4 separate regions of the Mus musculus genome follow, and all the other regions are linked to region 4. Evidence: chromatin contacts called from public HiChIP or PLAC-seq data. All regions are on one chromosome and are shown on one strand. The core of a region is the stretch at or near the end of the contact, and the rest is flanking DNA. Distances in the headings are between cores, read along the strand shown.

The links. HiChIP or PLAC-seq counts read pairs in DNA pulled down with a chosen protein or histone mark.
Region 1: a FOXA1 HiChIP or PLAC-seq map of pancreatic cancer cells shows a contact between it and region 4. The contact joins the enhancer-like site here to the promoter of Map6d1 in region 4. A contact is called at or near these places in 1 of 39 promoter capture datasets (hippocampal neurons) and 1 of 115 datasets of contacts at active chromatin or transcription factors (pancreatic cancer cells).
Region 2: an H3K27ac HiChIP or PLAC-seq map of large pre-B cells shows a contact between it and region 4, with 9 times the contacts expected there. The contact joins the promoter of Gnb1l here to the promoter of Map6d1 in region 4.
Region 3: an H3K27ac HiChIP or PLAC-seq map of embryonic stem cells shows a contact between it and region 4, with 4 times the contacts expected there. The contact joins the promoter of Cldn5 here to the promoter of Map6d1 in region 4. A contact is called at or near these places in 1 of 39 promoter capture datasets (pre-B cells) and 1 of 115 datasets of contacts at active chromatin or transcription factors (embryonic stem cells).

The regions. Positions count from the first base shown.
Region 1 is chr16:18,854,423-18,861,901 of GRCm38.p6, forward strand. No RefSeq gene overlaps it. Among named protein-coding and RNA genes, the nearest start is that of Mrpl40, 18 kb to the right of the region's middle. Within about 2 kb of position 5,894, at least 44 of the 459 cell types and tissues checked have an H3K27ac peak or open chromatin away from gene starts, as enhancers often do. A contact at or near this core is called in pancreatic cancer cells, where this site is marked.
Region 2 is chr16:18,496,495-18,503,671 of GRCm38.p6, forward strand. It overlaps Gnb1l (guanine nucleotide binding protein (G protein), beta polypeptide 1-like), which reads left to right and starts at 2,219. Exons shown (of 8, transcript NM_001081682.2): 1 at 2,219-2,357; 2 at 2,552-2,646.
Region 3 is chr16:18,773,535-18,779,992 of GRCm38.p6, forward strand. It overlaps Cldn5 (claudin 5), which reads left to right and starts at 3,313. Exons shown (of 1, transcript NM_013805.4): 1 at 3,313-4,728. The coding sequence starts at 3,462. The coding sequence ends at 4,118.
Region 4 is chr16:20,236,374-20,243,788 of GRCm38.p6, forward strand. Map6d1 (MAP6 domain containing 1) reads right to left here and starts at 4,985. Exons shown (of 3, transcript NM_198599.2): 1 at 4,561-4,985; 2 at 214-331. The coding sequence starts at 4,940. It overlaps Gm49566 (a long non-coding RNA gene), which reads left to right and starts at 5,085. Exons shown (of 3, transcript XR_003951848.1): 1 at 5,085-5,380; 2 at 5,508-5,772. It overlaps Gm41431 (a long non-coding RNA gene), which reads left to right and starts at 274. Exons shown (of 2, transcript XR_875948.1): 1 at 274-364; 2 at 466-1,139.

The DNA.
Region 1 (7,479 bases), core at 4,644-7,143, 1.4 Mb before region 4:
TTTTAAAGCTTGAAGATTTATATCATTAGGAACAACATGCCCATCCAAATATTTCTAAATTGCATCCAAATTTATTCTAAAGCTAGAATGTTTTTCTAAGGTGAAAGGGATCTTTTTCCTATGGCTGGAATGGCCAGGTATCCTCAGTTGAGCTGGTGGAGGCCTGCTATCTGCTGTAACAGCAGGCAGTAGAGATGCTGAACTGTCTGCTGAAGATGGCCTGGAACAAGGAGGCTGCACAGGAATTGTGCATGCATGGTGTGCCCAGAGATGAGTTTACAGGGTTGTTTCAATGATGTCTTAGTTCTAACTTGTTTAAGTAAGGTGCATCATGGTCCTGTATGCTGATGAGATATAGGAGGCAAAGAATCCCTACATTGTGACAGCTGATAAAGAAGGTAAAATGGAAAATTATACACTTTCCTTGTGCCAGAAAAGCAATTCATACTGGACTTGATAGAGAGAGAAGCAGGGAAATAGAAGAGCCAGTATAGGGGAAGAGCTTTCCACACCGCTGCTCATGAGGCTGACAGTTCTTACTGAGAGGAGAGTTAAGAAAGTAGTTTTGTTCTTATCAGAGGAAGAGAATAGGCAATAAACCATTTTATTTTTAAAACACCAGGCTTTGTCATAAGTGTTATTGAGACTGATGTTTTCACTGTCGTCCATTATCAGATGTAAGGTCATTGGCTTGGTGGGGGTAGCATTTGATATTTTCTTTGGCCAGCATAAATTCAGAATCAGTCATCCTCTACTACAGCTTTGTGGGGAACACTGAGACAGTTAATGAGGAAAAATCTTTTAACATGATTAATATGAGTTTTGCTTAGTAAGGTGAAATGTAATAGTATAGTTGTCTGGACCATGCACCAGAGCACTGTGGAAGGAAAAAGGTAACTGTGGCGGTCAGCTATTTCCTTCATCAGAGTCCTATGAAGGAGCAAACACCTGGAAGCTCTGTAAGAGAAGTCAAAGCCCTAGGGCTATAGAGGCAGATTTATTCCTTCTGAGGAACCGCCACACTCACTTACACTCCCACCAGCAGTGAATAAGTGTCCCTGTTTCCCCAGGTCCTCAACAACAGAATGGTCATTTGTTTTACAGATCTTGGTTATTCTGACTTGGATATGATAAAATCTCCAAACAGATTTAATTTGTATTTCTTGATGGCTAGGGATCTTGAACAGTTTTTGTTTTTGTTTTTGGGTTTTTGTTTTTTGTTTTTTGTTTTTTTTCCAGACAGGGCTTTCCCTGTATAGCCCTGGCTGTCCTGGAACTCACTCTGTAGTCCAGGCTGGCCTCGAACTCAGAAATCTGCCTGCCTCTGCCTCCCTAGTGCTGGGATTAAAGGCATATGCCACCACGGCTGGCTTTGAACAGTTACAGTTTTAAAGTGTTTCTCAGCCATTTATTTATTTATTTATTTATTTATCTATTTATTTATTTATTTATTTAATGTGAGTACACTGTTCCTATCTTCAGACACACCAGAAGAGGGCATCAGATCCCATTACAGATGGTTGTGAGCCACCATGTGGTTGCTGGGAATTGAGCTCAGAATCTCTGGAAGAGCAGTCAGTGTTCTTAACCATTGAACTGTCTCTTCAGCCCACTGTGCCCCATTTTTAAATTGGGTTATTTGTTTTCTTGATGTTCAGGGTTTTTTTTTTTTTTAATATTGAATTTCATGTGTATTGCTCTTTTGCTTTGGTGTCTGTGTGAGGGTGTCAGATCTTGGACTTACAGAGAATTGTGAGCTGCCATGTGGGTGCTGAGAATTGAACCCCAGTCCTCTGGAAGAACAGCCAGTGCTTTTATCCACTCCAGCCTTGATGTTAAATTTTTTGTTTTTTGATTTTTTTTTTTAGTTCTTTTGTTTGTTTTGTTGTTCAATACAGGGTTTCTCTGTATAGTCCTGGCTGTCCTACAACTTGCTCTGTAGAGCAGGCTGACCTTGAACTCAGAGATCAGGAGCCTTTGCCTCCAGAGTGCTGGGATTAAAGGCACTGTCAACACTGCCTGGCTATTTTTTGAGATCTTTATGCATTTTATGTATTATTGACCCTCTATAGGATAAGCAATTGGTAAAGACCTTCTCCAATTCTGTAACTTGCCACTTTGTTCAAGTGATGGTGTCCTTTGCCATACAGAAGCATCCCAGTTTCACAAGGTCCCATTGAGAGGCCAAACCTATTCCATCCTGGGACTGGCCTCCATCTTAAAGAAAAGAAAAATAAAAAATAAAAAGAGCCTGAGAACTTGACCTACAGCAGAACCCAAGCTGCATCGAAGTACCAGGAAGGACCCCACAGCTTGTCCCTGGCCAGAGTTACTCCCTAGCTACTTCCTAGCAACAGTTTTTTTTTCCATTTTTTATTAGGTATTTAGCTCATTTACATTTCCAATGCTATACCAAAAGTCCCCCATACCCACCCACCCCCCACCTAGCAACAGTTAATCAAAGATTAGTCTGATTGTTTCAGATGGCTTGTGACTCTATACACTCTTGCTTCAGAGCACCCACCTGTTGGCTTACAGTCATTCTATGAGATGCTTGACAGACTGGACACCACCTCCCTCACCCTCTCACTGTAATATCCAAAATGAATTGAAGACCACCCAGTACCTTCCCCCTTCGAAAAGGACTTTCCAAACTGCACAAGCAGGCCAAGTGCAGAGCCAGATAAGAAAGCTGGCTGACTAAACAAATGTAAAAACATAGTTTTCGCGGTCAAAATGATTAAGCTTGCAACTACCAAAACAATAGCTGTTCTCTGAGAAATAACCATAACAAGATTAGCAATTCTCCTGCCCCCCCCCCACACTGAATTCTCACAAAGACCATAAACCACCCTGACCTTGTTGCAAGAATTCCCCTGATGTTAATAGCTGATCCATAAGTTCAAAATGTACTATTACTTTGCTGACCAAATCATAATAACCCACCATGGGGGCAAGCAAAGTGAGTCATTAGGCCAAAGGGTTACTTAGTCATCCTATACAAACCAACCAACGCCTGAAAGGGTTACTTGCTACACCAATGAGAACCCTGTTGCTCAAATATGCCCCTTACAAAGGTATAAAAAATGTGTTCTTTCTTTGTTCTGGGTCTCTCCTCTGGCCTGTGTGCTGGGAGGGGAGTCCCCAACATGTTGGATCAATAAAAATCCTCATGTGTTTTGCAGCGATGGCGGCTGTCTCTGAGGTCGTTCTGAGTAAGGGTCTTCTGACGAACTCCAACATCACTTGCTCCTATTTTCCTATAAAAACTTGTCTTGTTGAGGGTTCAAGGTGGCTCCACCTTCCCTTCCTGCCCTCTTGTGTCGGGGTTGGGTTGGAAGAGAGCCCAAGCCTGAGCTTGTAATAAAGAGACTCTAATGCTATTATGTCAGAGATGGCTCCTTGGTGGTCTTTTGGATTCATAAACACTTCCTGGCACATCACCATTTATTAATTGTTGATCTTAGTGCCTGTTTAGAAAGTCTTTTCCTGTGTCAATAAGTTCAAGATTATTTCCCCACTTCTCTTCTATCAGGTTTAGTATATCTGCTCTTATGTTAAGGTCCTTGACCCAATTAAAAGTTCAGTTTTGTGCAGGGTGATAAATATGGATCTATTTACATTCTTCTATGCAATTTCTCCTGACTCAAAATGCTCCTGACTCAGCCTTCCAAGGTTAGTGTTAACAGCTGGGTAGTGGTGGCATATGCCTTTAATCCCAACACTTGGGAGACAGAGGCAGGCTGATCTCTGAGTTCAAGGTCGTCTTGGTCTACAGAGTGAATTCCAAACTGGATCCAGCCATCCATTTTGACTAGCACAATTTGTTGAAATACACAGTGTGTATTTTTAGCTTTTTTTGTAAAAAATCAGGTGTCCATAGATATGTGGGTTTATGTCTAGATATTCAATTTGATTCTATTGATCTGCATGTCTGTTTTTATGCCAATACCAAGCTGTTTTTATTACTATACCTCTGTAGAAGAACTTGAAATCTGGATTGGCGATACCCCCAGAAATTCTTTTATTATTCAGTGGCACAAAAGCTTGTGATCTGGGTGGTGCCTAATTTGTCTGAATGTTAGAAACTTTCTGTGAGATCTACAGATCATGACAAACTTGTGTATTATAAATGACTTATGTTGCCATAGTGATTTTTCCAGGTCTGAGTAAATATTTGTGCAGTACTGAGGATTGTTGTTGTTCTGTGTGTGTGTGTGTGAGAGAGTACCATCTTCTGGTTGTTTCTTGTTACTATGGGCTGTATCCCTTTTTTCCAGGTCTGAGTGACCACATTAGTCTTCTGTGAGCACCACCTTCTGGTTGGTTCTTGTTACTACAGGCTATATTTTTTTCTGGTTTTGGTTTTTGTTGCTGGTTGCCTCTGTTCACAGATTGAGTGGCACTACATCCATCTGCTGTGAGTGCCACCTTCTGGTTGGTTTTTGTTACTACTGGCTGTATTTTTTTCCCCCTGGTTTTGGTTGATTTTTGTTTCTGGTTGTACCTTTTTCTGTTCATTGATTCTAAACGGTGTCATATCCTTCTGGGTACAAGGCCTTGAATTTGTTTCTGTGGCAGGTTGCAGTTAGGATAGATGTATCTGAGAGCCATGGCTTATGGTGGGGCCAGGAGACATCCTGAGTCTTGGTCTGGGATAGGTGTGGGCTCAGAGGAGCTGAGAGACTCCCACCAATCAGGTTAATTTTTTGTGGGTGTGCATCACTTTCTGGTTATTTCCCATTTCTGCCTGGTAGAGAGAAAAGGTTGGACTTGTGTTTTGGGTGGCATAGAGAGGTCTTTTTCATGAGTGACACTTTCTGGCTGTTTCTTCTTTCTGCTTGAAAGACAGGAAAGGTTTTATTTGTGTTTTTGTATGTTGTGTTTGTGTCTCTTGTTACATGACTTTGATGAGGTGACTTTGACAAGATGAGCTTGATAAAATGATTTTGACAGGTGACTTTGATGAGATGACTTTGACAAAGTGGCTTTGACGGACATATTAACATGAGACAGGCTATGTCTACCACATTCTACAGGTTCCCTTCACCACAGAATAGGCCAGGAAGCGGGTTCCTGGCCCCACAGAAGACCCCCCCCCAAATGCTTGCTTTCCACTATCTAGCTCAGACTGGTATTTTAACTCTGTTGAAGGTAAGAAGAGGCTCTTAGTCTACTGTCAGGCTTTGCTGGCAGGTCTCAAGGTGGCCACAAGACAGCCCACAAATTTGGCCAGAGTGTATGATATTAGACAGGAATAAAACTTTTTTAGAGAGGGTCATGGGGACATTTTGACAGTACACCCCCATGGACCCTAAACCACCAGAAGCAAAGGCAGCCATCACTCTAGCTTTATTAATCAGGAAGCACCAGATATTTAAGAAAAAGCTCCAGAAGATTGAGAGGTTAGGAAAAAAGAAAAAGTCTGAGAGATCTAATGATAGTGGCAGAGAGAGTATTTAATAGAAGAGAGACTGCAAAGGAGAAGCAGAGGAGAGGACAAAAGGAACAGACTCTAGACCTAGCAAAGATCTGTTAGCAGCCAAAGCCAAACCAGAAGACTGTAAGAGATGCCTAAAACAGAGAAGTAGATAAGAGGGGCCATAAGATCAAAAGTGCCCCCTCTCCAAGGCCAGGGTAACCCTAAAAGTAAAAGGGAAACCTACCAGCCTTTTTGTTGATAATTAATAAAGTTCAACATTATGTCTTGCTAAACCTGAGGATAAAGTCTCTTCATCAGTTTAAAATAACTTCCTAGTGGCAACAGAAATAAAACAAAAACACAAGACCTCTTAGAGGTCTTGGACTATTTGAGGCTCCACTAAGAAGGCTTTACTCTGCCAACTACAGCTGACATTGCTTGGCCCTGAGGATGCATACTCAGACTCCAGACCTTGGCATCAGCCAATGGCCAATGTGTCACTAATTGGCAGAAGCTGACCTGTTTACACATCAGTGCAGCAATGACCTCCTGGTTAAAAATGATGCCAGAATGACTCAGCCCCAGCCTCTCTTCTTGAATGCCCCCAGGATTAGCTGCTCTGCTGCCTGACTCTGAGCTCAATTGATGGGCCTCTGCATGATTGTTCAGATGGATGCAGAGGTAACACGGTTTTCCAATGACAACAGCCTCATTCAGGATGGACAGAGGTATGCTGGGGCAGCAGTGGTCTCAGACTCCAAGATCATATGGGCAGAGCCTGGGAGGAATGCCAGCCTAGAAAGCTGAACTGGCAGCTCTGATCAAGGTGTTAGAGCTGAGAAAAGACAAGAGACATGGATAGCCAATGTGCCTTTGCTACTGTACTGGCTAGTTTTGTGTCAACTTGACACAGCTGGAGTTATCACAGAGAAAGGAGCTTCAGTTGAGGAAATGCCTCCATGAGATGCAATTGTAAGGCATTTTCTCAATTAGTGATCAAGGGGGAAAGGCCCCTTGTGGGTGGGACCATCTCAGGGCTGGTAGTCTTGGTTCTATAAGAAAGCAGGCTGAGCAAGCCAGGTGAGGCAAGCCAGTAAAGAACATCCCTCCATGGCCTCTGCATCAGCTCCTGCTTCCTGACCTGCTTGAGTTCCAGTCCTGGCTTCCTTGGTGATGAACAGCAGTATGGAAGTGTAAGCCGAATAAACCCTTTCCTCCCCAACTTGCTTCTTGGTCATGATGTTTGTGCAGGAATAGAAACCCTGACTAAGGCAAATTGGTACCAGCAGTGTGGGGTATTCCTGTGACAACCTGACCATGTTTTGGGGAGGACTGTGGAAGGACTTTGGAACTTTGGGCTTGAAGATCCATCCGTTGTTAAGAGCTCTGTCGGATGTTGTGTAGGAGCTTGGAAGATAATGTTGAGAACAGTGCAGAAGATGGAGGCCTGGCTTGTGAAGTTTCAGAGGGAAAATTAAAGACTCTTTTCAGGGACATTGCTATTTTGGAGTTTGATTATTCTGTGGTTCTGGTTAGCTGGGGCTGAAGAATCAGCTGTGATTAACAAGATACCAGAACTACTAAAGCAAAACCTTTGCATTACTGGGACTATTGATGCTGGTTAGCTGGAGCTAAGAAATTAGCGGTGATTAAGAAGAGACCAGCATCATTGAGGTGACAACTTCTGGGAAGTGTTTTCTGAAAGCACAAAGAGGCTGTGTTCCAGAGATGGCCAAGGTTGTACTCCTGCTGCAGCAGGACTTGGTAATATGTAAGGGTCACCTAGGTGGTACTGGTTTTGAAGGCATGAAGGGGTCACGCAAAGCAGCTGAGGCTCGGCACTGTGAGAGGCCATGGAAGGCCATTGGTGAGGGTGCAGCCTCAGTTGCAAATGAAGGCCCAGGACTGAAGGGGTCATGCAGTGTTTTGGAGATGCCAGTACCATGAGATGACCACCAAGAGCAGCAGCAGCAGTGGAGTACAGGCATCTGGAGCCTAGAGGACGGCGTGTGTGCTACAAAGGGCCTGGCTGGAGAAGTGACCCAAGCCCTTGGAGG
Region 2 (7,177 bases), core at 969-3,468, 1.7 Mb before region 4:
GAGAGAGAGAGAAAGAGAGAGTTCCTTCTTCCATTGTCCTTATATGGTCTCCAACAGAAGGTGTAGCCCAGATTAAAGTTGTGTGCCACCTTTAATTCCAGATGACCTTGAACTCAGAGATCTCCGGGTCTTAATCTTCTGGAATTCATAGCCACTATGCCTCAAGATCTCCATATCAAGATCCAGATCAGAAACTTCTATCTCCCAGCCTCCAGATTAGGGTCACTGGTGAGCCTTCCAATTCTGAATTGTAGTTCATTCCAGATATAGTCAAGTTGACAACCAGGAATAGCCACTACAGGTGGTTTTGATACAGATGCCTGAGTATATAGACCAAGCTGGTCTGGAATTCATAGAAATCCACTTGCTTCTGCCTCCTGAGTTCTGGATTAAAGACTGGCTTAAAACAATGTTTATGCCGGGCGTGGTGGCGCACGCCTTTAATCCCAGCACTCGGGAGGCAGAGGCAGGCTCATTTCTGAGTTCGAGGCCAGCCTGGTCTACAAAGTGAGGTCCAGGACAGCCAGGGCTATACAGAGAAACCCTGTCTCGAAAAACAAAACAAAACAAAAAAAAAAACCAATGTTTATTTTTATATGGATGAGTGCTTCTGCATGCATGTAATATGTGAGCTCTGTATGTGCTTAGTGACCGGAAACTAGAAAAAAATCATACATTGGAAGTGGAGTTATGGATATTTGTGAGCCACAGTGTAGGTGCTGGCAAACAGACTGAGGTTCTACGCAGGAGCCGTCAGTGCCTTCTCTCCAGTCTCTCAGTCAGCACTTAAAAAGAAGGCAATTCAGGTACATACTACAGCATGGATGAACCCTGAAAATATATGAAATTAAATACATTCACAAATGGACATTTCATGAGCACCAATTACATGGGGTACACAGTCAAATTCAGACTGCAAATGGTGGGAGCTCAGGGTTTGGAGACGAGGAGTCAGTGCTTAATGGATAGTTTCTAGTGTGATGAAATAGTTTTGGATATGGTGGCAATAGTTGCACAGCCTCGAGAATACATTTATTAATATTACTACTGAACTGTATGCTTTACAATGGTTACTATGTTAACTTTTGTCGTGGACATTTGAGGTGATGCCCTAAAATAAAACCCAAAAGGTGGCCGGGCGTGGCGCACACCTTTAATCCCAGCATTTGGGAGGCAGAGGCAGGTGGATTTCTGAGTTCGAGGGCAGCCTGGTCTAAAAAGTGAGTTCCAGGACAACCAAGGCTACACAGAGAAACCCTGTCTCGAAAAACCAAAAAAAAAAAAAAAAAACAAGAAAACCCCCAAAAGGCAGTTTGGAAAAAGGCCGACAGTTGGGTAGTCTTTTGCACAAGCCTGCTGTTCACTATTAACTGGCTAAAGCTGCTTGGGCCTGAGGGTGATTGGAATTCACAGAAACAACCCTTCCCTTAAGGGAGGAAGTTTAAATTATCAGGTCAATTAGAAAAGATACAACTGAAAAAAAAAAAAAAAAAGCTAAGTTTCATTCACACTTCAAGGAGGTGTTTCCTGGCTGGGTGCCACTTTTATTGCTTTTGGCCCGAGCTACTGAAAGGCCCACAGACCCTTGGAAGGTACAATGTGATCTTTGATTCCCCTTTCAAGGATCAAAGCCAGTGCGTTTGGGTGTAAATGCAGATAACATTTCAGAGATCTTTCATGAAAGGAGTCATCAGAGCAGGGAAAACAGGGAGGTGGTGTGTCATGTGTGTGCTTGCTTTCAGATGGGATGCAGCAAAGCCTTCTGTTCGTGGTCCAAGACCCATCTAAACACATGTCCTGGTTGTGGGATGGATGACACTACAAGAACACAGAGGAGCTACAGGGACAAGCCATGCATATGCATGTGAGGGGCACACAGGCTCATTTCCTGGCCTCTCTAAAGTGACAGTGCTGCGTAGCGCGCTAGCTTGCTTGCCTGTAGCTGCTAGGCATTGAAGAGGAGGGACAAAACACACACAAAAAGACAGACACTTGCCACTCAGAGAGAAATACTCCCCAGGCCCGAAGGCTCAGCAGCCACTCAGTACCGGAGGCCTGATGACGCCCTTAGCCTTTAGACCCAAGCCGGCTCTGGGTAGTCCTCCAGGACTCACAACGCATGAGAACCGCCCCCTGCCTGCTCCAGTGGGACCCAGGACCACCCAGCACCTGCGCACCGGGCCTCTCCACTTAGTACGGTGCGCGCGCTCCCATCAGCCTCCGCGCTGGCGCGCTGGCGCGGTGTGACCCTCTGCGAGATGGAGGCCTCGCTGTTTACGGCGCAGGCGCGGTGGGCCGAACGTGCGCGCGCAGCCCCGCGGGAAGGCTAACTTGGGGCGTGCGGAGCGCCAGAGCCGGTACGTCGGGGGTGGCCGCGCACGCCGAGGGGGCGTGGCCGACGAGGTGGCAGCAAGACCCTCGGGTCCGGTTGCGTTAGGCTCGGATCTTCGCGGCGGGGTCTGTGTGGAGGCGTGAGGTGGGGAGCCGGCGTAGGGGCCCTGTCTTGAAGAGTCCCGTCCCCGCTCACCTGATCTCGCTCTTCCCTTTGCAGGTGGCGGTGGGATCCTGCCCTCGGAAGAAGCCCCTCTGCCTGGTGTTCTCCAGCGGAGCCTCTGATCCTGGCGGCCCCTCCTGGCGCAGTCCTAGGTAGGTGGACTTAGTTGTCCCGGAGCTTAAGAGCTGAATGTCCTGCATGGCGTTTCTGGCGGGCGGGCGGTGCAGGTAGTCTGTCCTCCACTCACATGGTGGCTTTGGGCATGTTCTGTTCCCGGGTCTCCTGGGTCTCGGGAGCAGAGAACTTCGGAGGAAGAGTACCGTGCGCCGCGGCCCTGCGTCTTCTTCTAGATTGTTGTCCAGCCCGGGAAAAGGAACGAAATTACCTAGTGCCAGGCAGGGAAGGCGGAGAGAAGCGAGAGAATTCAACAGACAGGCATGCTGAGGGCATGAGACCTCAGCATGGGATGGATGATCATGAAGCTCAAAAAGCTAGTGACTATCTCAGTAAGGAAGCAGCAGAAGTTGACTGCTCGCGCAGGGGTAGGGGCTCTTTTCCTAGGTTGTCAGGGGCACTCAGGTAGGCAGATAAAATCTAAGGTTCGAAGTTGGGGCAAGAGGTCTTGGTGGCACATGGGCTCTGGGCATGCAACATGGTGTTTGTGGGCAGCCTAACTTTGGGGAGTGGGGCCTGGCTTGTGGGAATTACTCACTGAGAGACTGGGTCTGGCTGATAATTATGGTGGGAATCCCAGGTCAAGGGCTGGGCTTTCAGGTGTGAGTCAAGGGTCTACCAGAGATGTTCTGAAATGCTTGGGTGGTAGAAGTAGGTACTGGGGGTGCTGACAGCTGAGTGTTACAAGCCAGTTGGGAGGTGCTGGTGAAAGATGAACCTTGCTATGCCTTTTTGGAGAAACTGACTCTGGATTTGGGGTAAACACATGGAAAGCCAGGTGTGAAGGCATGTGCAGAACTTGGTGCTCCTAGGAGAGAGTTGCGGAGAATTGGGCTAGGTGTATAGGGATGAAGAGAGTTGAGAGGAGCTCTCCAAGTGGTGGGCTTCCCTCCCTAGAGAGATTGGAGCAGAGTGTGAGAGTCCAGGTGGGTTCCTTGTCCTCCTTCCTTGCCTGGCCTCTGGTGACCATAGCTTGGAATACAGATAGATCCAACCACAGAAGGCACTTTCCAGGCTCAGCCTGTGTGCTGGAGGTCACAGGAGGAGGCCTCCAAGTGGAATCAGAATTTCACTTGTGGAGGTGAGGGTGCTTGGCTATTGACTGGGATGAAGACGAGGGACAGGTGCTCAGGATTGGGTAGCTTTGCCTGCAGGTGGTCTCTCTGGAAATGCTGGGAGCAGGAGGAGACAGATAAGCAAGACAGTTTTGTAATGCCTCTGTCTGCCAGGTGTGCCTGGTGCTGTGTGTGCAGGGGTGTTTTGGTGTGCTCTGTTCTTATTAGTTTACAGTGCTGAGGCAGCCAGAGCCCACTCACTCCACTCTGAAGTAGTAGAAGGGTAGTCCGTAACCTTCAAAGTGATCTGTGGCTAAGCTCGTCTCTGCAGCCAGGTTCTGTTCCTCTACTATCATTTACTAGTTGGTGTGTGACTGCATACACATCACTTTGCCGTTCTTCTTGCCAATGATAATAGTACCCAATTTGTGGGTGGTGTGTGGTCAGCATTCAGTACAAATGGGACAAATGACAGTTGCTGCTGTCATTGCCCCAAAATTCCCTGATGTTCTGATCTGGATTGACAACATCTGTCATTACACCTTGGAAGTTGTAGGCAGCATTTGTCTTATTTCCAAACTCCAGGGCCAGCCTCTGGTCCCTCCCCCAATTCAGAGCAGTTAGTCGGGTCCCTTAGGGTTTTCTGCCCGCTGCCTCCTCCTGCCAGTCAGAGGTGATGGTTGAGCCTGGTCCCTGCTCTTCCTTACCTTGTTTTTGGACAGATTTCCTTGGATGATGGCCTGCATCTGACAGTCCCTCGACTCTCACTGCCTCAGCTCCCCTGGTCCTCGACATTTACCTGGAATGGCATTCTGCCACACCCTGCCCAGCTGCTTCTTGGCCTATTGTGCTGTGCCTGCCTCTTCTGTCCACACCAGGTCTTCTATGGGCCCGTCCTTCCTTCGCTCCTGGCAGGCTTCGTGGCAGGTACCATTGGCAGAGCCCTGGCAACCCTGTCCAGATGGCAGCCAGTTTCACCAACGCACATCCTTGGCAGCAGACGATGGGACTTCACGACATGATCCCTTGGCGGATTCCTGGTCTGAGAGGCCCTCCTGTGGGAACCCCACATGTGTATGCATCACCGTGGAGTGGAACAGTGGAATTAATGACTCTGCTGCCAGTAAGCCTGCAGAAAGGAGCCCTCCAGCTGGATGCATACCAGACCCTTGGCCACTCAGGACAGACTTCCACTGGGTTCCTGGCTCCAACCTGGAACCTTCGATGGCTCTCCACGACTACTAGACTGCTTTTTTGGCTCAGCTGGGTGATTGTATGTCTTCCACTGTGAACACTATTAGGACAATCTCAGCTCTGTCTGTGAGAACCTCAGTTGACTGATAGGCCTGGCTTGGGCCTGGCTCGCTCCCTACCGAAATAGGTACCTTGCCTGGCGATTATGAACTCTTCTGCCAGGATCTCGAAGAAGTTATTCAAAACAGTTTTGTTGAGTACCATGCCACTGTCTCCTGCCTTCCACATCAAGCCAGCCACCAGTGGCCCCACGGCAGCCCACAACTAAGCACAGCTGTGCTTAGTTAGGTGTGCTCAGAAGCCCTAGCATGGGAACTGAAGCCTGCCTTAGCTGCTCCCTCCAAACCCTGCTTGGTTGAGGTCTAACCCTATATCCAGGAGCACCTGGCCAAGGAGAGCTCCCCTGGACCCCGAGAGTCCCTGACCCAGTCTAGTTTTGCATTTAGTCTTTATTGTAATGCTGTGAGGCCAACTTGTCTCCCATCTAAAGGAGGCAGCCCCCAAACTTGTTTCAGTATCTTTAAAATCTGTTAACTCCTCTTCTTGGAAGCTAGAATCAGCTTATCTGAGGAACTTAGACCCTCAGAAAACAGAGAAGAATTCTAAAACATAAGGAGACTGAGAGTTGTAGCTAGGTATCCCATGGTGGGTGAACAATGTCCCAGACATCCCACAAGAGCCACCCTGTTCACTACTCCTTATCCCTGTGTTCTGAGCATGCTCTAGATGTACAGCAGTGCCCTTTGAGATGAAGTGCTGTGCAGAGTGAGGGAGTCCCCCAGCTCCTAGACAGGACAGTGCTGTCTACAGATGACTCCACCTACCCTGTGGCTGGATAGATAGACAGAAAGGTACATAAGCTCTCCCTGCTCCTACTGGGATGTGGGCTTGTTTTGGGCTCCTAGCTGAGTTCCTGCCCCACACCTGGAAGTGTTGTTTTACTTGGCCAGTTTTACAGGAATCAGCCACCATCAGATTATTTATAGCACTGTGTCCAGATGCAGCCCCCACACATAACCTTGGTGTTTCTCTGCCCTGCTCTTGGTGACTTCTGATGCTCGTCTACAATGGAAAGAAGGCTGTTTGAAGGAAGCCAGTGCTCTTTTTAAAATATTTTTGTTGGTTTGGCTTTTTTGTTTTTGAGACAGTGTTTCACTATGTAGTTTTTCCTGGTTTGGAACTTGATATATACCAGACTGGCATTGAACTCTCAACCCCGCTGCCTCTGCCTTCTGAGTGCTGGAACTAAATTTTCTTCCTTTTTTTTTTTTTTTTTTTTTTTTTTTTTTTTTTGGTTTTTTGAGACAGGGTTTCTCTGTGTAGCCCTGGCTGTCCTGGAGCTCACTTTGTAGACCAGGCTGGTCTCAAACTCAGAAATGAGCCTGCCTCTGCCTCCCGAGTACTGGGATTAAAGGCGGTGCGCCACCACGCCCGGCTATTCTTCCTTTTTAAAAATGGTCTATCTATGGAGTATAGTATAATTGGATATATAGATGTATAATGATCCTATCTGGTAATTACCATTTCCTTTTCTTAAGTGTTGATAATTTCTTTGTATGGGATGGTATTTACACTCCTCTCATGGTTCCTTATAAAAGATGAACTCTGTTATTGCCAACTCTTACGCACACATGTGTGGTGGAAGGTATCCAATACTCCTGTCTCTTCCTGGTCTTTCCTGTCTCGTTACCACGATCTGCCTTCTGCTTCCATCAGATCAACTCGGAGAGCTTTCACATACAGATGCAGATGCATGTGGCATTTGTGTCTCTACCTGTTTAATTCACTTAACAGTGCCTTTGGTTCCATGTTGCTTGGATTTTTGTTTGTTTGTTTGTTTTTGTTTTTGGATTTTTTTTTAATGGTTAAATAACCTATTGTATGTATATACTGACTTTAAAAAAAAACACCAAACGTACCTGTTACTGCATACTTTGGATTTCATTTTTTCTTTTTTTGTTTTTGTTTTTTTACGGGACAGGGTTTCTCTGTGTAGCCCTGGCTGTCCTGGAACTCACTTTGTAGACCAGGCTGGCCTCAAACTCAGAAATCCACCTGCCTCTGCCTCCCAAGTGCTAGGATTAAAGGCATGCCCCACCACGCCCAGCTTGGATTTCATTTCATGTAAGCAGTGCAGAAGCAACCATATTCATCCTTCTGAGGGATAAGATGACATCTTGGCTGAGAACCACACTTCCTG
Region 3 (6,458 bases), core at 2,063-4,562, 1.5 Mb before region 4:
TCAAGCCCCTCTCTAGCTCCCAGGAATTGTACCAGAGGTCTCTGGATTATAAGTGGCCTCTCTTGCAAGGTTGTAATCCTGTGGCCAGGGCTACACTGTGAAAGAGAAAATGAAGCACAGAGAAGCCAAGTCCTTAGTTCAAAAAGAAGGGGGAGTCTAACTCCGGTGCCAACTGTCTTCCTACGGAGATCACCCTAGGTTCCCAGCCCCTCAGTCAGTGACATGAGGAGGGGGGTCTTAAGATGCTTCCTGTTGGGCCAGTGAGAGCCTGGGCTTTTTGTCTTCCACCAAGAAATGGCTCTGGGCAAGAAGAATGTTGTTGACCTGTAAATGTCTGCTGAACTTGGGGAAGACATCCTGGACCAGAAACTGAAAGATAGAAGTAAGGCTGGGGTTTTTGTTTTTGTTTTTGTTTCCTTCCCTCACTCCCTTTGAAATAAAGCCTGTTTGTTAAGAGCTCCTCAAATCCAAGCCCCAGGAACCTGGAGCCTAAATTTAGATTGCCATGGAAGGTCAACGGATCCCCTCAGGGCAGGGTCAGCCAGCAGCTGCTAGAGATAAACTTTGCTTTTCTGCAGACTCAGGCCTTTCTGTCACAGGATTAATAGGATCCTGTGCCATTTCCCCTGGGAAAGCAGAACAATAGCAGGGCAGGAGCAGGTGGCCTGCCTGGCAAGCCCCCTACCACCCCAGACTCCCTGGCCCTGGCCCTTTGCTGCACTCTGGCTATGCTGACCTCTTTCTGCTCCAAGGTCAGATCCTCTGTGAGCCGTGTCCCACCTCTAGGGTGATCTACTTAGTTTTAGTTTGTAGTGTTGGTGATGGAACTTGCTAAGCAGTGCTCTACCCCAGAGCTACATTGCCTAGCCCAAGTGCATCTGTACACCAGCATCTTATACTCAGATTTCCAACTGCTCCTTGGGATCTTCTTCCTGGACTCCTGCTGCGCTGCCACCTTTTCAGAGAACCCTCTGCTGGGTTTTGCCTTCCTATCTGGTACTTTGTTGGCAGTTTGTTTATTAAGTGGCCTGTGCTGTGTGCTCTGGGAGAGACAGTGTCCAATGCACACACACACACACACACACACACACACACACACACACACACACAAATCCCCAAGGAAGGATCTGGGGTGGTCACTTGGGCCACCTTTAGTTTTGAGGAGGATCGAGGAAGCATTGCCAGCCCTGGCTGTCCATTTCTGGAGTGGTTCTGGTCCCGCTGCATGCTGGAGAGTACGGTATCTAAGGTTCCACTGGCAATTATGAATTTACCAAAGGTATGTGAACTTGCTCGGACCATTCTGGGTGCAAGGCTGGGGACAGTACCGAAATGGTGGGTAGGAGGGCAGACAGAAGGAAGGGAGCATGTCCTGCTGTTTGTAGCCCCAAATAGTTGAAAGCAGCAAGCTGCTTCTTGTCTGGGACAAATGTGTGTCCCAGAAGATCCCCGTATTCCCGGGACACTAGTAGGAAAGCCAGCGGGCAAAAGCTATCCTGGCTTGGACCTTCTGGGGCCTGCGTGTAGAGAGATATTCTCAGATGTGTGCATCAGCATGTCCTGCAGAACAGCAAGACAAGACAGGAACAGCAGGAAGGCTCATTCCAAGGCCCAGGGAAGATGGATCTGGTTGAAGTATAAAGTGTGTAAATATTTTCCTGGTCACTTACAGCCAGCTTAGTCTAGGCTGCTCCCAGGATCCAGTTCTTTGCCAGTGGGCAATGAGAGCCATAGAGGATTACAGGCCAGGGCCTGCAGGAGTAGCCTTGTTGGGTCATCTGAAGAGGGTTCAGTAGTTGCTCCAGGAAGGTGCCTGGGAGCTTGAAGGGAGGGGGCTGGCAAAACAAAATTCTGCAGACTGGAGCAGGGGGAGCAGGATTTGAGTTTACATCTACTGAGCAGGGAGAAGGGTCTGCAGAAAAGCAGGGGTCTCTAGAAGATAGAAGGCAGCAGTTAATATATGATAGCTGGAAGAGGTACCAGGGAGGACAAGAAAGGGTGTGTATGTGAGGCTCTCCCGCCGTCTTCTAAGAACAGTTTGTTGTAGGGTGAAGTAGGCAATGACCTGGCCCCATAGACCTCTAGCTCAGAGCCATCTCCAGAAGGAAGCAGGGACCCATAAAAGGGAGAGATTTACCAAAATCTCCACATCTGTGGCTGGCCTCAACAATGTCATCCTTTCCCTATAGAGGCCCTGAGTTCTTTTGAGCAGAGGAAACAACAAAACAAAACCCCCAAACAGAACAACAACAGAAGACAACAAAGCCCAGCTGGAGTCCAGGGTTAGCTGGAAACAAAGGGAGCAGGGAGGAGTGTTCACTGGAAAGAGGCTGGCGCCCTAGTTTGGTTGTGGGCTGTGGGGCCTGGTGCCCCCACCTGAGCCTCAGGGACCCAGTGTGTCTAACCCAGTGGACCTTTCAAGAAATGGCTGGGCCATTGTGCAGAAGAATGCCCGGAAATCCCGCGGCTCCCTCCTCCACCGAGGATGGGGGCTCTTCCTCCTGGCCAGGAAACTCCAAGTTGGCTTCCGGAGGGTGGCCTGGGGGCTGGGGTGGCAAAGCACCACAACTATTTGTAGGATGGCAAGGCATAGCCTTTCTATGTCCCATCGTGTCTCTGCTGTCCCAGGATTCCAGTATGCTGTGTTAGGATCACAGCCTATCTGCTGGAGAAGACTGGACGTCGGAGAACCCTCAGGGGTTGCGCAGCATCCCAGAGGAGAGCACAGGCCCTTGCAGTGTTCACTTTGTGTCAGACCAGTGGTTCCAGGGAAGGAGTGAGAACTGTAGGCGGTGGTTGGGTAGGATCATGAATGAGGTTATAATTAAGGGCAAGCCCAACACAGGCTTGCCGAGCATCTCCGCTTGGTGTGCCAAGGGAAAAACGGCGGGCGTAGAGGTTTGTTTCACCTGTGCACGGGGGCTCAGAGAACCTCCAGGCCAAGCAGTCTGCAGAGAGGAGTTGGAATGATCCGGGATGTAGCAGGTGGAGCTGGTGAGTGTAGGTTAGGGGTCATGCTGCTAACAGTGGAGACAGGGGCGCACAGATCTCCTGTGTACCTGCCAAGATCAGCCCCTACTAGGACAGAAACTGGTAGGGTCTCAGACTGCGGTTCTGCAGGGTGCGGTTCGGGTGAGCAGGACTAGTCCTGCTCGCCCGTGGTTTCAGTAACTGTAGCTGTCAGGGGGTCCGCGATTGGCTGTGGGCCGAAGGTCTGCTCATGGATTGGTTGAGCTAACTCGGGGGGCTGCGCCCTGGGGGCAGAGTCCGCCCCCGAGACTTCAAATAGGACAACAGGTTACTTCAGAACCCAGTTGGTGTAGTTAAAACCTCCTCTTCTGCTCCAGGACTGGAGGCTCCAGAGCAGAGGCACCAGAATCAATTCCCAGCTCCCAGCCTAAGCAGCGCAGAGAGCACCCGGAGGCCCCAAGGGCCGTCGGGTGAGCATTCAGTCTTTAGCCATGGGGTCTGCAGCGTTGGAAATTCTGGGTCTGGTGCTGTGTCTGGTAGGATGGGTGGGCTTGATCCTGGCGTGTGGGCTGCCCATGTGGCAGGTGACTGCCTTCCTGGACCACAACATCGTGACGGCGCAGACGACTTGGAAGGGGCTGTGGATGTCGTGCGTGGTGCAGAGTACCGGGCACATGCAGTGCAAGGTGTATGAATCTGTGCTGGCGCTGAGTGCGGAGGTGCAGGCAGCTCGGGCACTCACCGTGGGCGCTGTGCTGCTGGCGCTGGTGGCACTCTTTGTTACCTTGACCGGCGCTCAGTGCACCACCTGCGTGGCCCCGGGCCCAGTTAAGGCACGGGTAGCACTCACGGGAGGAGCGCTTTACGCGGTGTGCGGGCTGCTGGCACTCGTGCCGCTCTGCTGGTTCGCCAACATCGTTGTCCGCGAGTTCTATGATCCGACGGTGCCGGTGTCACAGAAGTACGAGCTGGGCGCGGCGCTGTACATCGGCTGGGCGGCCTCCGCACTGCTCATGTGCGGTGGCGGCCTCGTGTGTTGCGGCGCCTGGGTCTGCACCGGGCGCCCTGAGTTCAGCTTCCCGGTCAAGTACTCTGCGCCGCGGCGGCCCACGGCCAATGGCGATTACGACAAGAAGAACTATGTCTAAGGGCGGGAGGCATGGCGGGGCTCTTCCCGCAGCTAAGCCCGCGATGGGAAAGACCGATGCGGGAAGCCGTGTGTGGATGACGACCACCGCTGGGTTGCGCAGCGCAAGTCATGCTGGGTTCGGGCCAGACTTGCCCGCTCTCAGAGTCCGTTGACCATCACTAGCCGGGCCCTGCTCAGAACAGACTACAGGCACTTTTAAGAACTTGACCGACCTTTTCTTCTATGCGCAGTTGGCCACGACGTGGGTGGAACGCTCAGATTTCATCGGTGAAGTAGGCACCAAACTGCCGCGAACAGTTCCTACTGAGATCCTGGGGGCACTAGATGCTGCCTTAATGTCCAGTGGCACCTGCTAACCTGAAAGGGCAGCTGGAGAAACCCCGGGGCTGCCAGAGGGACGTGTTAAAAAGGGCATTTTCTTTGTTAGTGGAGAAGAACCTACTGAACCAAAGGACTTAGCCTGGACCTGGTCTCACTCCAGCACTCCCCCAAGGTGGGGGCCCTGTAGGTACCAGAGCCTTAGAGGGGTTGCCTTCCTCCTGGAAGCTTGGGGCTTGGGGGGTGGGCCGGGCAAGAATTTGCTCAGTAAATGGTTTGAACACTTTCAACTGTGTCCTGTCCTCTGTCCAGAGACTCCTTGTGCCCAGCTCCCTATTCATCTACCCACCCCTCCTCAAAGACTCCCTGCAGGGATTTCTCCAGTTTTCAACTCAGCCAAGTGCTGGAGTTAGGCTGGGATACAGGAGGGGAGGCAGAGCCCAGGAGAGGATCCAGCTGGAGTCTCACTCGCATCATGGGAATGGCAACTTGGGTGATGGGAAATGCTGAGAGTGGATAGCTAGGTTGCTGGCTTCTCCCAGGAATACCTCCAACACTTTTACCCCCAGTGCTTGCTCAGCTCCAAGTATCAAGTGGCCACCGACAAGGGCACACGGCTAGACTAGGCACTTCCCTCATGTGTGGGAGCCACAGTGCATGGCTGATGTGATGTGTTCAGTCTTCAGCTGACTGCAGTACATAACAGCTGCTATGGGAGAGGCACTTGCCCAGGGTAGCTGGGCCCATTGCAGCCCTTTGTCCTAGTCCTCTGGCTAGTGTGGCTCTAAACAGGGTCTAGGGTTTGTGTCCATCCTGCTGATAATGCACCTATGTTGACAGAGAATTTTGGGTGTTACTATCCTGGGGGAAAAGAGGGTCCAGGACTTGGGAAAAGATCCCAGGAGGGTAAAGCGAGTAAAGCCAACAGCCAAAGAAAGCTTATTGTTTCTCTTTGGGCTAAAAGGCCAGAGTCAGGAATGCACAATGGATACGGGAAGGGGCTGCAAAAAGAGGCATACAAAGCCCAGTCAGAAGGAAGGCTTGGCATCTGCTACCAACCCTGGCTACATCCAGTACCCAGTCTTTTAGGCCTGGCTAGGTGCCTCAGGGTGGGGAAGGGGTTAAAACCTAAGGATGTGAGCGTAAGAGATTCAGGGCAGATTCTGGAATTGGGGACAAAGAAGGCAAGGGTGGAACTTACAGGGAAGCTGACTTTCTAATGGCTGCTCAGGCCCCAATGAGACAGCCTCAGTGGAAGACCTCACTGAATCCAGGTGAACTCAGTCCAGCAGGTGCATGTGCAGGAAGGATCAAGAGCAGTCCCAAGCTTGGGAACATGTGATCCTAGATCTGGCCCTGTGCCCTAGCAGGCCAGTGTATGGTTATGCTGGCACACTTGGCTGGTGGTGTACCCTTCCCACAGGGGTCTTTACCCAGTATAGAATATGGGAAGGCAGCTGCTTGCTCTGAGTTCTTCCAAATGGCCAGGGTGGCTATGTGAAGGCAGTTGGCTGGTGGCACTATAGGGGGTCCAGGGAGGAGGGCCAATCCTACCCACCTCCCACCTACGGTACCCCCGATTTCCTGAAGGGCAGCCTGGGCTTCTCGCCACTGACTTAACACTATTCACCAGTACTTGGAATAGGAAGCAGTACTTAAAATGGCTTAGGCTACATAGTGAGAAAGTGTCTCAAAGAACAAAACACTACAACAAAACTAAACTGGGGAAAGAGAGAAACCTTTGTGAATAACTCCTTCTAGGACTGTGTGCCACCCTGCCTTCCTTAGGAGCTCAGATGCCCACAAGGGTATCTCTTTTTACCATGTCTGCTTTTCTAGTACCTATGTCCCCAGGTGGTAATCAGCCCTTCTTCACCATCCAACCTCTCTATACTTACTTGCTCCAGGGACAATGACAGTTGGCTCCACCATTCTAAGACCTTTGCCTCCCTGAAGGTGTTAAGAGGCCAGAGATCCACTACAGGTGAAATATTCTGAGTGGGGTGTGAGCAATGTTGAC
Region 4 (7,415 bases), core at 3,735-6,234:
TTAAAGTCATTAGCCCTAGTAGTAGTCAGTGTACAGGCCGGGGTTTAAGAGGAGGTCAGACGCTGCTGCTCACTAGGAGGCCAAAGATGCCACCTAGCCAATGGCAGAGGAGCTTTTCTGCTCTTAGGTACATTTTGTTGGACGTTCCTGTCCTTATGACTCCTAAACCTTACCCTGGAGAATAGGCATCTGTCTTCCCACCCCCAGGCTGACCTGGAAGCTGGCCCCAGGGCTGGGGTCCCATCCGGAGCTGTGAGTTGTGACGACTCTGGCTGTTCTTGCCTTTGTGGATCTTGAGGGCTTCACTCCAGTCCAAGCTTGGAATTCCTGTCTGCAACAGAATACAATCTCAACCTTGCACAGGGTCAGTCATTCCTTTCCTGCACCCTAGCTTCTTAAAAGAAGCCCTAATCACTGGTGGTCTGCTTCAGTTCCTAGTGATGCTTTATCCTTCCTCACAAGCAGGACCAGATGCACCAGCTGTTCCAAGCAGATGGACCACCTTAGGAAGAGTTGCTCTTCTGTTCGCTCCGCCAAGAAGCCTCAGCCACCCAAATTCAGGAAAACAGTGGCAGAAAGCCCTTGGAAGAAACTTACACTGGTCAGGACTCACATGATGGAAGGAAAGAACCAAGTCTCCCATGGGTCTTCTGGTCTCCACATGTATGTCTTGATATGTGCACATGATATGCATGTACATACACAGGCACAACAAATGTAAAACGAACCAAAAACTCTTTAGTAAGTCACAGGGTTAGATAAATGACTTAGCAATCATGTATATACTCCTCTTGCAAAGGGCTACAGTTGAGTGCCCAGCACCCACCTCACAATCACCAGGAACTCCAGCTTCAGGGGACCTGATGCCCTCTTCTGGCCTGTTAGGAACCTGCCCTCACATGCACAAACAGAAATACACATGACTTTTAAAAGTAAAACAAAATCTCTTTAAAAATCTGAGAGTTACAGTAGCCATCTCAAAACAAAAACCTCCAAGCTGGTCTGCAGTCTGAGCTCCCATAAGCCACTTCACTGGAAAGAAAGAACTGGCTAACTTAGTGCCTTGTCACTAAAAAGGCTCAATTCTACTCCTGGGGACCTCTTAATCTTGTCAATGACCCTACTAAAGAGTAAACTCAGCAAGGCCATTGTGTTGTGTAATACCCACCCACCCATGACCACAGGCGCAGGACTCAGCCAGCCAGGGCCAGTGTCTGCCTGTGCTAGGCCCTTCCCCTACACTGGCCCTGAAAACAAGGGAGTCTTTTCTTGGCAGCATCAGAGCTGATCCTCACTGAGCAGGCAGATGGCATGGGCACGGGAAGCTGTTGCCTGCTGCGGTCAACACTGAGTTTTGGGTGTAAAGAAGAGCTGAGCCAGGGCCTGTCATAATTTTTGCTTCCTAAGCTTCAAGGTTCTAAGGACCAGCTGTCTAAACCATTCGCTGTTCTCTTTCTCCTGGGAAGGCAGAGCCTCCCCTGAGCATGTCCTTCTGTCCCCAGCTATCTCTGAGCTGTGCTCCAGGCAGCCTAAGCCAGCTGCTCTGAGGTGACAGCAGGGGACTCAAAGCAGGAAGAACCTATAGCAGTCCCTGGGGTGTTGCAGAAGATGTTCCAGCCAAGAGGGCTTGTGATAGAATAGAAAAAGTGGCATCAGAGGTAGAATTACCAGAGCCCTGGGTACCCATGGAGGACTATGAGTAAGGTGGACTATAGATTACGCCAAGATTAATGAAAGAATACAAGCCTCGCTGTGCTCCTTAAAAAGCATCAAAGGCTTAATATGTAGCCTTGGCTGCCTGGAACTTGCTATGTAAACCAGAGCTGACCTTGTACTCCTAGAGATCCACCTGCCTCTGCCTCCCAAGTGCTAGGATTAAAGGTGTGCACAACCATGCCCAGGTACTCCCTCCCCCATCCCACCCCCACCCCCACCCCACCCCACCCCCATCTTACATGGACCTGACCAGCCTCAAAAGAATTATGGAAGCATTGTTCTGGGAGGAGCTAGGCAGCTAGAGAGCTCCAAGACAGCTCCTATGCCTATCTGGCCAGACAAATAAGGCAGACCACTCCTTCCATGACAACCAGAAGACAAATGAAGCAGGACCTGTTAGCAGGGAGAGATGGAGGCCTAAGGGGTCCATAGCACTTAAAGACTGTAAGTCAGGAGTGGCCACAAACCTAATCTATTACTTTTGGGTTTCTCAATTGTTTTCTGAATGCCTCTAGCAGTTCACTTGGGTGAAGTATATCTTACAAGATGAAAAGTAGTATGGGATTACTCCAGCCTCTGGGTCCCAGAGGCCAGAGAGTTTAGTGCTGAGGAAGATCAGTCGTTATCCTGGGCTGGTCTTGGGGGTGAGTGAGGACTGGTCAGCCAGGCTCTTAGTATTCCATCCAGTTCTCAGGGAAGGAAACTGTTCCAAAGGCAGAGTTTATACTTGGAAAAGCAAGCCCCCATCTGTCAGTGATTTTCCATGGCTGACTTCAAGACTCAATTTGAGAAACTGTCTCCGAGGAGGTGGCCAACGACGATCTGTATAAACCATTTTAGGGAAGGACTACAGAATTGGTGCTTGAGTCCCACTCCTTTCTGTGCTGTTCAGAGCCATGTGTTTTGAACTACTAGCTCAATTTCTCATTTGTAGAGGAATAGCAAGAACCATCATGTTAAGGGGAAAGCAGTAGCCAACACCTTACCATCAACAGAGCTTGGGGGACCCTACAAGGACATTCAGCGGGCCATTGGCTCCATGTGGGTAAAACAGCTTCTCATAACCAGCCATGATTTTCTGGAATATCCCTTATGAAGAGGGGCTTGTACCAACATCCCCACGCCACTAGTTATGAAAGGTGGCTTCCTGTCTTCCCTGCAAGCCCAACCAGTTGTTTGACGGCTAGATTCTCAAGCCATTGCAGAGTCATGCGCAGGCAGGACCACTGGAAGGACCGTGAACATTCAGACCTCTCCTGCAGGGGATTCAGGTTCCTACATTGGCAGTCAGTAAGCCTGCCTGCCTGCCCTGCCACCAGCAATGCCAGACAGCTCCACTTGAGTCCACGAACACAAGGCCTTGCCCTGCACCACACACACCCATTAAGTACCTTAAGGAACAGAGTCTTAAGGTGGAACCTGTCCTGCACTTTGGCCCCCTTTGACATGTGTGTGTGTGTTTGAGATTCACCATCTGTACCTGCAGGGCTTCAGTGTCCCACCCTATGACAGACCCATAACTAGTGCATCCCCAATATCAGGACAGCAGGGCTGTGACCATCTATCTGTACAGTGTCTCCATGTGCCATTTTTATTATGTTTTAAGTTTTCTTTTTAGTTATGTGTATGTGTGGGTATCTTGAGTGTGGATATGTGCAGTGAGTGTGGATACCCCAGAGCCTTGAAGTTAAGAGACAATTGTGAGATGCCTGGCTTGAGTGCTGGAACTGAACTCCCATCCCATGGAAGAGCAGTGCACTCTCTTAATCACTGAGCCACCTCTCCAGCCCTATGGACCTTTTTAGTCCTGAGCTCCCATCCCACCTTCAAGGAATCTAGACAACAAAATTCCTAAAATATTCAAACACCTGTAATAAATATGGAGTGGTGTTTTAAATAGTCCCAAACAAGGCATCACAGATGAGACCAAAAAAAAAAGGGGGGGTGGGGGGCTTATGCCTGTGGCTATATGCCTAACAAAGGGCTAACATACATTACAGTTATTAACATTCAGAACATCTATCTATGGTCAAACATTACATTAAGTTAAAAAAAAAAAAAGTAATGGAGTTATAATGTGTGAGCCTGACAATCCGAGAGATGGATCCCTGGAATCCATGGCAGAAGGGGAAGAGGAGTGACTTTCTAAAGTTGTCTTCTGATCTGCTCGCCCCTCCTCTCGCCCCCCTCTCCACACTAATATATATTAAATATTTTAAAACATCGCAACAGCAAGAATAAGATCGTGGAGGAAACTGAATGTGTATGCATTCATTGTATACTAAGAATTAGGAAGATCCATCTGTTTGGGAGGGGAGGCGTGAGGGTGTTAAGGCAGAATTTGTTATTTTTATTTCTAATTCCCCCATTATGAGCATTCATTACTCTTCTATGTAGAAAGAAGAGGCAAGAAGTCCTCAGTTGTCCAAAGCTGTTAAGGGTGCAAAGGACCTTCCTTCTGTGGGATCTTGAACAGCGCAGGCACTGGCCCTGGGCACGGCGTGGGGCGTGGGATGAGGGGCTGTGCACCGCCCTCTTTGCTCACCCCACAGAAGTTAAAAAAGAACAATCTGAGACCGAAGGAGGAGGAATCAAATCGAGGGAGGGGTGCTCTCTTACGAGGTGCGCTCATCCTGGATCCCAGGGTAGGGAGCAATTGGGAACACAAGGCGATGCCTGCAGTGTCAGGAGACCAAAGATGACCCCGAAGCTCCCCTGTCACTCTCCAGATCCTGTGGTATTCAGCCTTCGTGCTCTCCCCGCCCCCACCCCGTTTCGGGGCTCCGTTTCCTCCCACCGCAGGTCCAGATTCGAAGCATTCCTCTGCCGCAGCCAGCTACCCACCTATAAGACGTGGTCGCTACTACAGCTGCGTCCGCGTCCCCGACCGGCAGCACGTAGACCGTCCGGGTGGGGGGCGCCGAGGACTGGCCTCTGCGGCCGCCCGGCCCCGATGGGCGCTCTTGAGCCGCATCCCGGGACCCGGCGCGCGCGGTTCGCACACCGAAATCGCGCTGGTACTGGGTGAGCGGCACAGCGCGGCTGGACTCCCGCGCGCCTGCGACCGACGGGTTCCCGCGCGAGACGCTGCAGTCTGCGCCCGACTCCTCGCTCCCGGGGTCCGAGTAACCATGCAGAGTCAGCGGCACCGCTACGTCCGAGCGGTCCAGCTGGTTCCATCGCCGGGCCAGGCAGCACAGCCGGCTGATGCAGGGCCACGCCATGCCGCTCGGCCGCGCGCCTGCGCCGCGCGCGCGCACTACCCCACTGCCCCCGCGCAACCCTGAGCCCCGCAAGGACGGCCTGCGGGCAGTCCTAAACCCAGAGTTCCCCCAATGTGAGCTCAGAAATCAGACCTGGGCTTCATCGAGAGCGAGGTCGGAAGGAGGCATTTCCTCACCGTCACTAAGCCTGCTACTTTTTTTTTTTTTTTTTTTAAGGAACAATCAATCCATCAAGAAGGCTCTGGCGGCAGGACCAGAGAACTCTGTTGGCATTTGTGGACACGGGTGGCTGCAAAATAGATTTAAACTGTGCCTAGCGGACTCAGCGACCACCCAGAGTGGAAAGGGTGGAGGCAACCAGGAAGGTGATGCAAGTGAGAACTTAGGGCCATGTCAGCTCGTGAATCTCCATTTGCTGTTTACTGTGCTGTTATAAATGGGTAACAACTAACCCGGTTTTCCTTAAGAACTGTCATAAGCTCCCAATCGTCCTTTCCCTGGGTTGTAATTACAACCCCCAAACTGGTTTCCTTTCCCTGATGTGCATGTATGCTCGTTCCATTGCAGGGCTATAATCCAGCCTGAATGAAGGTCAGTTAAATACAGAAAACATCCAGCTGCCCTCCAAGGGCTTCCCAAGTGTATCCTGCATGCACTCAGACCTGCAACCATGGAAGTGGTGGTAGTTACAACTTCTGGCTGAACCTGAGAAGCATCCAGTCTGCACCTAGGAGGACTGCCCAGTCTGGGCCCATTGGTCAGCTCATCTTCCTCAACTTCATTAGCTGCAAGTTGTACTGGAGTGACATACCATTGCTGGTTAACACCCCAGGTCTGGCTATGACCCCATACTGACAGTTAAGTCTGGAGTTGGGAAAACCTTTACTGAAGGTGCATTCATGGGTATGGTAGTTAGAATATGTTTGGCCCAGGGAGTGCCACTATTAAGAGGTGTAACTTTGTTGGAATAGGTGTGGCCTTGTTGGAGGAAGTGTGTCACTGTTCAGGGTGGACAATGAGACCCTCCTCCTAACCATGTGGGAGCCAATCTTCTCCTAGTGGCCTTTAGATGAAGATGTAGAACTCTCAGCTCTGCCTGCACCATGCCTGCCTGGGCACTGCCACGCCCCCACCTTGATGATAATGGACTGAACCTGTAAGCCATCCCTAATGAAATGTCCTTATAAGAGTTGCCTCGGTCATGGTGTCTGTTCACAGCAGTAAAACCCTAACTAAGATTATGTGGACCCCACCACCACCACCACCACTCACACACACACACAAAGTCTTCTCTCAGCCAGAGCCAACTGACTTTGTGAAGTGGAGCTGAGCTTTGGGTTAGTCAGCCTGGCAAATGAAGGTTAATGGTTATGAAATAGTCCAGGGGAGAAAGTCACAGATCACCACTCTTGCTAAAACAGTTAAGGGTACAGCAAGTCCTTTAATTAGCTGGTGATGAAGAGTGAGTGGGCTAGTGCCTCGGATGGGCTCTTGGTATGGAAGCACTGCAGGACAGGGGCTTTAAGTCAAAAGGCAGAAATCACATCATTTCAGGTGCAAGGTGAGCAGGTTTTACTTTCAGGGTAGGGTGGGCTGTTGGTTTGGTTGCTTGTTTTGTTTTTGGTTTTTGTTTTGTTTTGGTTTTTGGTTTTTCAAAACAGGGTTTCTCAGTATAGCCCTGGCTGTCCTGGAACTCACTTTGTAGACCAGGCTGGCCTCGAACTCAGAAATCTGCCTGCCTCTGCCTCCCTAGTGCTGGGATTAAAGGCGTACGCCACCACGCCAGGCTTTTTGTTGTTGTTGTTTTGTTTTGTTTATTTGGTTTTTGGGGGTTTTTTTTGGGTTTTTGGTTTTTTTTTTTTGGTTTTTTGTTTGTTTGTTTGTTTGTTTGTTTTTACACTATACTGTTTCACAGAAGGGAAGGAGCAACCTTTTAATCATATAAGGTTGTTTTTCTCAAGGAACCTTTTGTATACATCCAAAATACTTTCCCACTAGGGAAAGAGGAATTTTTTTCTTTTTTCCCCTCTTCTCCTCCTCCTCCTCCTGTTCTTTTCTTTTTCAGAAGACAAATTATTGTTTACAAGTGAGATGAGGGTCCAGAAGGGAGAAGTGTAGTGTGGGTGTAACCTAACTTTTAGGCCATTTTAGTTAAAATACTTTTCATAGCCAGAAGACGACACAGTGGGTAAAGGCATTTGCCACCAAGCCTGGTATCCTGAGTTCAGTCCCAAGAAACCAAACGATGGAAGGAATACTGACTCCCCGACATTGTCCTCTCACCTCTGGGTGCAGGGCGGTACATGCACTTACATACAAAGACAAGATAAGCAAGGAAGTACAATAAAATATTTTAAAGATGTGCTTATTTTATATGTATGAGTGCATGTATTTATGTGGACCATGTACATGCAGAGGCCAGACAGGGAGTCAGATCCCTCAGGGCAGATTAAAAAATTTAAATAAATACCTTTA